Regions from separate parts of the Arachis hypogaea genome. Here region 2 is linked to region 1. Evidence: chromatin contacts called from public Hi-C data. All regions are on one chromosome and are shown on one strand. Each heading gives the region's core, a stretch centred on a gene start, on an enhancer-like site or on the middle of the called end of the contact. The rest is flanking DNA. Distances are from core to core; before and after follow the strand shown. Region 1 holds the start of LOC112714782 (MADS-box transcription factor 23). Region 2 overlaps LOC112714785 (a long non-coding RNA gene).

Region 1 (4,881 bases), core at 1,089-3,588:
AGTTTAGGTGTAAAGTTTAAGGTTTACGCGTGAAGCCAAGTCTTCCCACTAAAATTTAAAAAATTCATGAATAATAATAATAATAATAATAATAATAATAATAATAATAATAATAATAATAATAATAATAATAATAATAATAATTTATTATTATGTTATTAAATTATTATAAAAGCTATTTTATTGTTAATGTTATATATATTTTGTCTTTATTGTTAAAATTTTTTAGATTTGTCATTGAATTTAATTAATGCATAAATTTTTTGTCTAAAATATTCTTTATTATGTATATTCATAAAACAGATGTTTTGTTATTTGAACATATCTATTAATATTATAAATGTTTAATAAGTAAAAAATAGATAATAGATTAGTAGATGGTAAAAACGTGCAGTCGACTTCATGTCGTTAGATGAAAATTTATTCAAATCATCTAACAGCTCTCAACTATCAACTTCGCATGAAGTTAACTACATCTGAGTTTTCACCTTAATAGATATATTATACCTATTAAGACACTACTATATAACCAAACTAACTCTTATGTCAACATTAAGCTAAGAATCGAATTTTATTTTATGAGATTCAAATTCGTTTCTTATCAATTATTTCAACCATGATATTTTTGACACCCACAAAATGGTATTGCTGCATATGGTATAATTAAATCGATTAAAGATGTAGCTTTGTTATCCAGCTATTTCCCGAGAAATTTAAAATTCAACGAAAGCTTTTTCTATATATATAAAATAGATTATGTCACAACTCGTAATCTAATATCAATATCTACTGCATAAAATAAAAATATAAAAAAATGTTTAGTGCATATTATTTAAAAAAAATAATTTTCATCAATCATATATAATTTATAAAAAAAAGGTTAAACCTAAAATTTTGTAGTTAAAGTATGTCATCCTTACCTACTATCAACTTACTTTAACAACAAGCACTACTCAAAAAATGAGTATGGATTTCCATTTTGAAAAAGCAGACGAAATAAGAAATGCAACATCCATAATCCATTTGGTCCCTCACCCCTTTTTTTTATTCATGTTTTGTTTTTGTGCCTTATTCTAATTCTTCGATCTCCAACCTTATTTAAATAGCAGTATCTTATCACCGCTGAAATTTTTGTTTAATGATAATTTTAGTATCTCTTGATATAGTGTATTTGAGTTTAAAATTTAATTCAAATACACATAAATTTTTAATTAATTAAAAATATAAAAATGTTATTGATTTTTTAAAATAGGAGATATTTAAGTTTTTCTATCAAAAATATATAAAACGAATTGATTTTTCAAAAAGATTTAGGCTTAATTTGATAAAGCTTAGTTTTTAAAAATAGCTTATAAAAGTTAATTTTTAAAAGATAATTTTTTAAAAATGATAATATTTATGTTTGGTAAATGAAGTTAAAAATAACTTCTAATAAACACAAGCAACAATAATTGCTTTGGTAAAATAGCTTTTAAAATTTAAAAATAATATGATAGACATAAATGTAAGTATTAAATTTAAAAATTAGTTAACATATGAGGTTATATTAGATTTTTAAATTTTAAAAAGTATAAGTTAACTTTAAAAAATTATATTTTAAATGCTTTTAAAAGTATCTCGATCTTTTAAAAATTGCAAGTACAAGCACATAATCTTCTTAATTTATCAAACACAAAATAAAAAACTTGAACTTTTAAAAAATGCAAACACCTCTTTAAAAAATTTTACCAAATCAAATTTTAAATATCTCATATTTTAAAAAATAAAAAATATTTTTTATATTTTTAATTAATTAAAAACTTATTTGAGATAAAAAAAAAATTGGAATTCTATTGATCATTTACTCAAGAAAAAATAGTGTGTTGTTACTCTCAACGGATAGAATTGTCAATTATAGAAAGGGAATAGAGTGAAGTGCCATTTTGACACTTTTCGCCAAACCTAAAAGCAGGAAAAGTTAGAGCGCCCTCGGTTTTGGATAGAATACGTGGCACCATCTGATACGTCACACGAATACACATTTATTCAGCATTACATGGCCCCCACGATTCCTGGACCCTTCTATAGTCCTAGGAAACACTCTAACCACCTTTCACACTTCCCCACGCGCTCTATTCTTTCGACGCGTGTCCCTTGCAATCATCTCTGCTCCTTGAGCCACCTTCGTAGCGCGTGAGGAAATTGGCGAGTGGGCTTGGAAAGGAATACCTAAACCTTCAAAACCACTAATCCCCTCACAAAACCACTGTGTTTCTCCCTAATAAGAGGATTATTGGTGTCACATCTGTCCAAATAAACTACTTCTTTCTTTCCATATAAAGCATAATTAAATTGCATCACATAGTTCCTCTTAAGAGGAACATTTTACACCAAAAAAAAGAAGAAAAAAAAAGTCGTCTTCTTTCTTCTTTAGCTCCTTGCTTCGTTTTCTTGTTATTGCGACTAATAATTACTGCACTCCTATAATTTTCAAGTAAGTCACTTTTGTTCTTATTCAACTACTGTTCACTATTTTATTGCTGTTTATTCACTTTTCCTTTTCTTTTTTCCGCGAATTGGAGTATTATGTAATTCGATTATTATTTTTTTCGTCAAAATCTCGAAAAGATTTAATCCACTTAGTTCCGTGAGAGTTAAATAGCTCATAGATGTTAATGAATTTGTTGACTCACGATGTAGCAGGTCAAATCAAAGGAGGTGTTTAATTTGAAGAGGTAGGAACCCTAAAATTGATTGCGATGGGGCGAGGAAAGATCGCGATTCGAAGGATCGACAATTCAACGAGCCGGCAAGTAACGTTTTCGAAAAGAAGAAATGGATTGCTGAAGAAAGCTAAGGAATTGTCCATTCTGTGTGATGCTGAAGTTGGATTGATTGTGTTCTCCAGCACTAGCAAGCTTTATGAATATGCAAGCACCAGGTAATAATTAATTAATTAATTAATTAAAAACTATTAATTAACTATTCATAATTGCTTAGTCTCTTTTTTTTTTCTCTTTGATTTGTGATTGAGTGTGCTTAATTATTTTACAGTTTATCAATTTTTTCTTCTTTTTTATTTTCTTTTCTTCTTTATTTTTTTGCTGAGCGAAAATATCTATTTTTAATTAAAGTGAATAATTAATTAAACATGAACACATTGATTGTGTTTTAAAGATATATTTGCACTTAATGGTTGGGAGTCAGTTGTGCTAGCTGTATGAAACATTTTTATATATTGCCACTTGCATTTAGGAATATGTATCTCAGTATCTGTGATGAGTTTAATTTAATTGCTTTCATATTTGCCTTTATCTGGACTCTTCTTTGATAGTAGTGCTAAGGTTGATATAATAATTATCTCAGCTTAATATTAATATTATATAATAATCATGCATGCGCGTTTGCATGGTGCAACTCTACATGATGATTATTATTATTATCATCTTCACCTTCCTTCTCACCGATTCTTAGGGAGTTATTTTATAAGCTAGGAATCTAGGATAGTAATTTCCAAAATGCTGGGAAATGTTCTCCTTTTTCTTCCTTCTTGGTACTACTCTTTAAGGTTAATTAATTAACCTTTCAAGTAAGTTAATTACACCATGATGATGAGGTGTTTTTGAAAATTGTAAACAAGAGTGCAATTAATATACCAAAAAAAAGAAGGTAATAATTGTTTGGATAGGATGTTAAAACAATCAATTTGAATAATAGAATAGCAATTTTATCATCATATATAAGTAAATAATGAGTGCAATCTTAGCATATATTGCAATTTTATAGGCTTTGGTGTAATGTTTATTAACAAAATCTATAAGATTAGAAGGTCATGTTTTGTAGATGATTTCATAAAACTTTAGATTAATCTAAAATCATTGATATACTGTTAATGTACATCTTAATTAACATAATACACCTATGTTCAGATTTATAAAAATAAGAAATTGTTTGACCACATATACTTACTGATCATATCAAATTAGAAATAAAATCAGTACAAATAATATTTATACAGATAATTATAATTCAACAATTTGAATAAAATACTTAAATTTTATAGAGTTAATAAATGGTGTAGTGTTAATATTGATTTTCACTAACCATGTAAATCTTACTGAAAAATAAATCATAATTGCATTGTTCGTTATCTTGCAGTCATAGTAGAAATAGAAAGAAATATCTCAGATATGAAAAACAGGAGAAAGATAGAGACTCTTAAATGCATGGTGATGGATTCAAGAGTGAGAAACCAAAAGAAATTGAAGTCCTTTTTTTTTTTTCTCAACTATGTCTGTATATAATGTTTACCTTAATAAGTAGTAAATGTGTCTAAATAATCAACAATTGAGACAAATAAGATCCATAGATTCCTGGATTTATAAGATCCATATTAAGTTTATCAAATTTTAATGGTAATATCTCTTGATCAAATCCAAAATCATTTCCTCCCGGGATAGCCAAGAGATTCAAACCCAAGACTTAATACCATTAGTTTGGATCAAACATTTACTAATAGTTTAAAAGTTGTAGTTTTTAACAAGCTTGTATTTTTTTTTTTTAAATAGTTTTCTAAAAGGTGCATGCTATTACATACACCATAAACCAAAACGTTAAATATCAAATTTTACAAGTGACATTAGTGAAATAAAATCACAATAAAAAATTTAGAGTCTGACTGGTTTTTGTTTTTATTTTTTTTATTAGGATTTAGTTTTTAGTATTTTTTTTAACTTTCAAAACAGAAGATATTAAAAATAAAAGTAAAATAAAAATAGAAATCAATTGGGCTTATGTTGATGAGAATTGGAGATGATTTTATATATTTAGTTCGAATGGAGTGATAAAAACATATTAGCTAGTGTCTCAACATTCATAGCTTAGTTAATGAGCACCAAACTT
Region 2 (4,881 bases), core at 1,662-4,161, 55 kb before region 1:
TTTAAAAGGATTTGGTTTTGAAATCGGTTCGGAATGTTTGGATATATGATTTGGTTTTGGTTTTTGATGAATTTAAGAAAATGAGTTAGGTTATTCACCCCTAAAGTCTTGAGACTCTGGTGAGAAATTTTATGGCCAAATCCTGATTTAGAAATGAATGATTTTGAGTCTTTCAAATGAGATTTTGAATTTGGCATGATTTTGAAATTGTTTGAAAGTTTTGAAAAGATGTGGAAAGTAGCTCCATTTTGAAAACTGATTCTTGGCAAGAGGTGAATTGAATACGTTTGTTATTTGAAAGTAAATTGGCCAAGAATGATTTTTACAATAAGATATTGAGTTTGATTGATTGTGGATATTACTGAGAATATGTTGAGGGTTTCTGACCTGACAAAGATGGTGGTATAATTCCACTTGCTCAGTGCGTAAACCGTTGTGCAGGGATGCTGGTTTTATCCTGCCTGCAGTGAGGATGGTGGTTTTATCCCGCTCACGTATTGATAAATTGTTTAGCAAGGACGGTGGTGTGATCTCGCTTACATATTGTTTTGTGTGCCCAGTAAGGATGGTCGTTTAATCCCGCTTACTCTGGAGGCAAGGACGGTGGTTTAATCCCGTTTGCGTGTTTCGAGTAAGGATGGTGGTTTAATCCCGCTTGTTTATGGAACCTACGGATAAGGATGGTGGTTTAATCCCGCTTATCCGAGTCGGGTCTGGCAACATAACCGACGCGTGAGCTCATGGCCAGTAGGACAAGCATGCATCATTTGCATCTATGTGACATTGATTGGGTGTGTTTATTGTATATGTGGTTTGCCTATGTGAATAATTATGCTTAATTATTAATTGCTCAACTTGATGTAACTGTTTGATTATGCTTGAACCTTCTACCTGTGTTTATGACTAAAATTGGTTGAATCTGTGGTGAATTATCTGTGGATTGATTTGTTTGGGCCTAGAGCCGTAGTTGATTACGAGATGGGTCAAAGACCGTGTTTGATTTGAGTTTTTGGTTTAGAAAAGTATGAAAAATTAAACTGGTTCAGCATAGATTTAATGAACCTATGCTTGGAACAGTTTGGTCATTCATGCTGTCTAGAAAAAACATTTAAAAATACTTTTGGATTTATGAGAAATTAACATTTTTCCCTTTCAAAAAGACTTTCGAATTTTGAATATTAAATCTTTGGTTTTGAAAAGGTGCATAAGACAGTTATTAATCACTGTACTTTAAAAACGGTCTTATTTTCGTATTTTATTATAGCAATTTTGTGACCCTATAGTGAGAACCCTTTCAAGGACGATGTTCTCACTCCCCTACAGGTTTTTCCCTTTTCAGGATATGGACGACGAAACTTTAGAAGAGTTATATTCATTTTCTGTTTATTTGATATTATTTTGTATTATCTTAGGTATTATTGTTCCCTTTCCTTTATTTTTAGCCATTTTTGCAAAAGGGATAGAAGTTTTTATATGTGAAGTTTGTGTATATATATATATATATATATATATATATATATATATATATATATATATATTTGTAAATATTGTAATCTATATTGCAACGTATGGATGTATGTTTTGAATATTCGATTTCAGTTTTAAATAGGCTCATATTTTAGTACTAAATATTTTAAGAGTCGTTGTAATACCCGAGCTATCAGAGTGGCGCAGCCGGAAGTGTGACTTTTAATAGTTAGGGTGTTACACATTATGTCATCATTGTAGATGCACCAAATCAGTCCCTCACTTTGCATTAAGTGATTCATTTTAGTCCCTGAAATTGAATGTCTTGATCAAACTATTCACTTCACCAATTTTTTCTCATTTTTTTAAATTTAAAATTTTCAATATCTTGGATGCACTAATTTCATTTCTATTTTTTCATATATCGTTTAAATACAAGTGTTTTCATAAAAAGTTTTAAGATTTTAGTTTAAATTATATAATTTTTTTAATAATTTAATATTAGTAAATTTTGTAATATATAAGTATGTTATTATAAAAAAATAATTATATGATTGATTAGACACATTTTTTTCATCAAAAAACATGTGCTTTAACAAGAAATCAATAATTAAAATAAACATCGTTTTTGTTCTTATGAAATAGACGTTTTCGTTATGTGTAAATGAGTTAGATTGAAGGCACTTCAATCACCGTCACTACCATGCATCTCCGACCTCTGCAGTCTAGACAAAAGAGGTCGAAGACGGTAATGAGGGAAGCTTGAAATGCCTTCACGTCAACTCTAAAACGGCGGTTAGGAATATCCACAAGAGAAAAATATTTTATAAAAGCACTAAAAGAGGTCGAAGATGGTAGTGAAGGTGCTTGAAATGCCTTCACGGCTTCACGTCAACTCTAAGTCGACGGTTAGGGTATTCGCAAGAGAAAATTTTTTTTATAAAAGCACTTTTATTTGATTAGCATGTGAAAAAATAGAATTAAAATGAATGCATTCAAAAATATTGAGAATTTTAAATTTATAGAAAAAATGAGAAAAAAACTAGTGAAATGACTAGTTTGGTGCACGACATTCAATTTCAAGGACTAAACTGAGTCACTTAATGCAAAGTAAGGGACTAATTTAGTGCATCTACAATGATGACATAATGGATGACACGTGGCACAAACGGACACATGTCCAAATAACATTGTGACACGTGGCACAACCATCCACATTAGCATGCCACGTGTCATTGGTCACTACATCATCATATTATTATACGTGGCCAAATGACACTACATCATCATATTATTACACGTGGCCAAATCATGGAGTGATACGTGTTATTTTCAGTTCACGTCATCAAGTCATGTCATCACGTCGTTAATGAAAAATAGGCTATGGACTAATATGGTGCACTGTTATCAATTTTAGGAACGTAATTAGTACAATTAAAATCTCAAAGACGATTTTAATGCACAACGCCAATTTTAGAGGCCATTTTAGAGTTTAACTCTCGTTGTGGGCTATCTTAAACATTAGAAATAATTGAATAATTAAAGAGGTTCATTTTATTTTTTGCCTCTAAGTCCATTTTTTCTTGATACACTTGGTAAGCCTAGCATGCACAATATTCGACTCGTATGATAATCCAAACAAAAAATGGGAGACCAATCCATGTATGTGTATCTCATCCAATGAAGAAAATCTATCTTTAAGAAAAACAACCACGCTATCCTTCTCCCTCAAAAAAAAAAAAAAGTTAAATAATACACATAAAAAAATAATTTAGTATAAAATATATATTCAAAGTTTATAACATAATATATATAAATATATAATAACTGATTTAATAATTAATTTTTTATTTATTATTGTATTTTTGTTATAAAAATTGCAATCCAGTTAGTATTGGTACTACATATGCACCTAGAAACCTAGTATACTACGTAGTATCTCCTGTTTTATAAGTTTAATTTTTTATTATACTATTGACCAACAAATAAAATTTAAATATAAAATTTATGTATGTTATTTCTATTAGATATGTTTAATTTAAAAATAATTTATGGAGATGGAAGCTTATTACATTAAACTATCACATAATTTGAATATCAATAAGATATTATAACGATAAATTTAATTATATATAGATGTATCAACCAATATAAATAAATAAATAAATACATAGTTAGCTTTTGCGTAAATGAAGTTTAGTGACATTTTAAAAAGTATCAATTAATGTTATTACTAAATTATATTAAGTGTTAGTAAAACTATTCAGCATTTAAAATAAATCTCTTCAGCAATATAGTCTATATACAAAAGTTGTAAACCTATTATTAAAGAATTTTATTTAACAACATTTATCTAAACAATATTTCAAGTACCAACAATTTTAATTTACATTAGTTAGTACTTTTAGTCAGTAATTCAACATTTTTAGTAGTCTAGCACTTCAGCATCATATTTTTAATTAAATTTTTAAATATATCAAATTAAACTAATTACTTAATAAAAAATAATTTATATTACCTTTCGGTGATTAAAGGTTATATACAAGTCGATGGAAAAATTTAACTGGTATTTGAAATAGCTTCTTTCAAAAAAATATTTTATGATTTAAATCTTTAATTTTACAGGTAAAATCTTACCCAACTATATATCGAAAATTCAATCCACTCCTACTCTTTTTGGATATATTTTGATTCAATTATATCTCTAAAGTTAAAACCTAAGAATCTGATGAGATTACTATATTTAATATATATAAATACAAAGATCCATTAGTAATATGAATGTTCTGACTTTATCAAGTTAATATAAGATGTTAGGCTTGTGTTATGGCCAATTTTAAATTAGCTAGTTGGATCATATGAATGTATAATATTTGGATAAATGATGAAATTCGTAATGAAAGATTATTCGTTTTATAAATTAGTTTTTTTAAAAAAATTAATTAAATTTATTTTTTAAAGATTTTAAATTAATTATAATAGTTTTTTTTGTTATTTTTTATATTGATCGTATCAAAATTTATTAATGTAGCACATTGAGTGATATTATAACACACATAAAAGTTTTAATTGACATGATAAATTTATGAAATTAGATTAAATTAAAATCTAATTGAGGAGAGAATTTGAGGTATTAGAATCACTCAATTTAGAGTTGATTTAATTTAATTTTATAAATTTATCGTGTTAGTCGCCAAATAAAATTATTAGGTGTGTGTTGTAGTATTACTTAACATACCGTCATCCACGTCGTGCGCTACATTAAGTTTGGCCTGCACGGACACCTGCTCAGGTGTGACGGTTAGCATGTGAGTCTTGGCCAAATTTTTTGACTAGCTTGAATTTATTTTAAAATATTGTATTGTTTTTTATGTTATCGAATTCTTTTAATTCAAGAGTTATGTTTAAAATTGT

The links. A called contact is a pair of places that touch in the nucleus more often than the background predicts.
Region 2: a Hi-C map of leaf shows a contact between it and region 1, with 3 times the contacts expected there. The contact joins the enhancer-like site here to the promoter of LOC112714782 in region 1. A contact is called at or near these places in 2 of 8 Hi-C or Micro-C datasets (leaf and an unstated tissue).

What each region holds. Positions count from the first base shown.
Region 1 is chr10:4,697,228-4,702,108 of arahy.Tifrunner.gnm2.J5K5, reverse strand. It overlaps LOC112714782 (MADS-box transcription factor 23), which reads left to right and starts at 2,338. Exons shown (of 9, transcript XM_072205670.1): 1 at 2,338-2,473; 2 at 2,683-2,920. The coding sequence starts at 2,739.
Region 2 is chr10:4,752,956-4,757,836 of arahy.Tifrunner.gnm2.J5K5, reverse strand. It overlaps LOC112714785 (a long non-coding RNA gene), which reads left to right. Exons shown (of 4, transcript XR_003159363.2): 4 at 442-929. Among protein-coding and RNA genes, the nearest start is that of LOC112714785, 4.2 kb to the left of the region's middle. Within about 2 kb of position 2,911, at least 1 of the 3 cell types and tissues checked has open chromatin away from gene starts, as enhancers often do.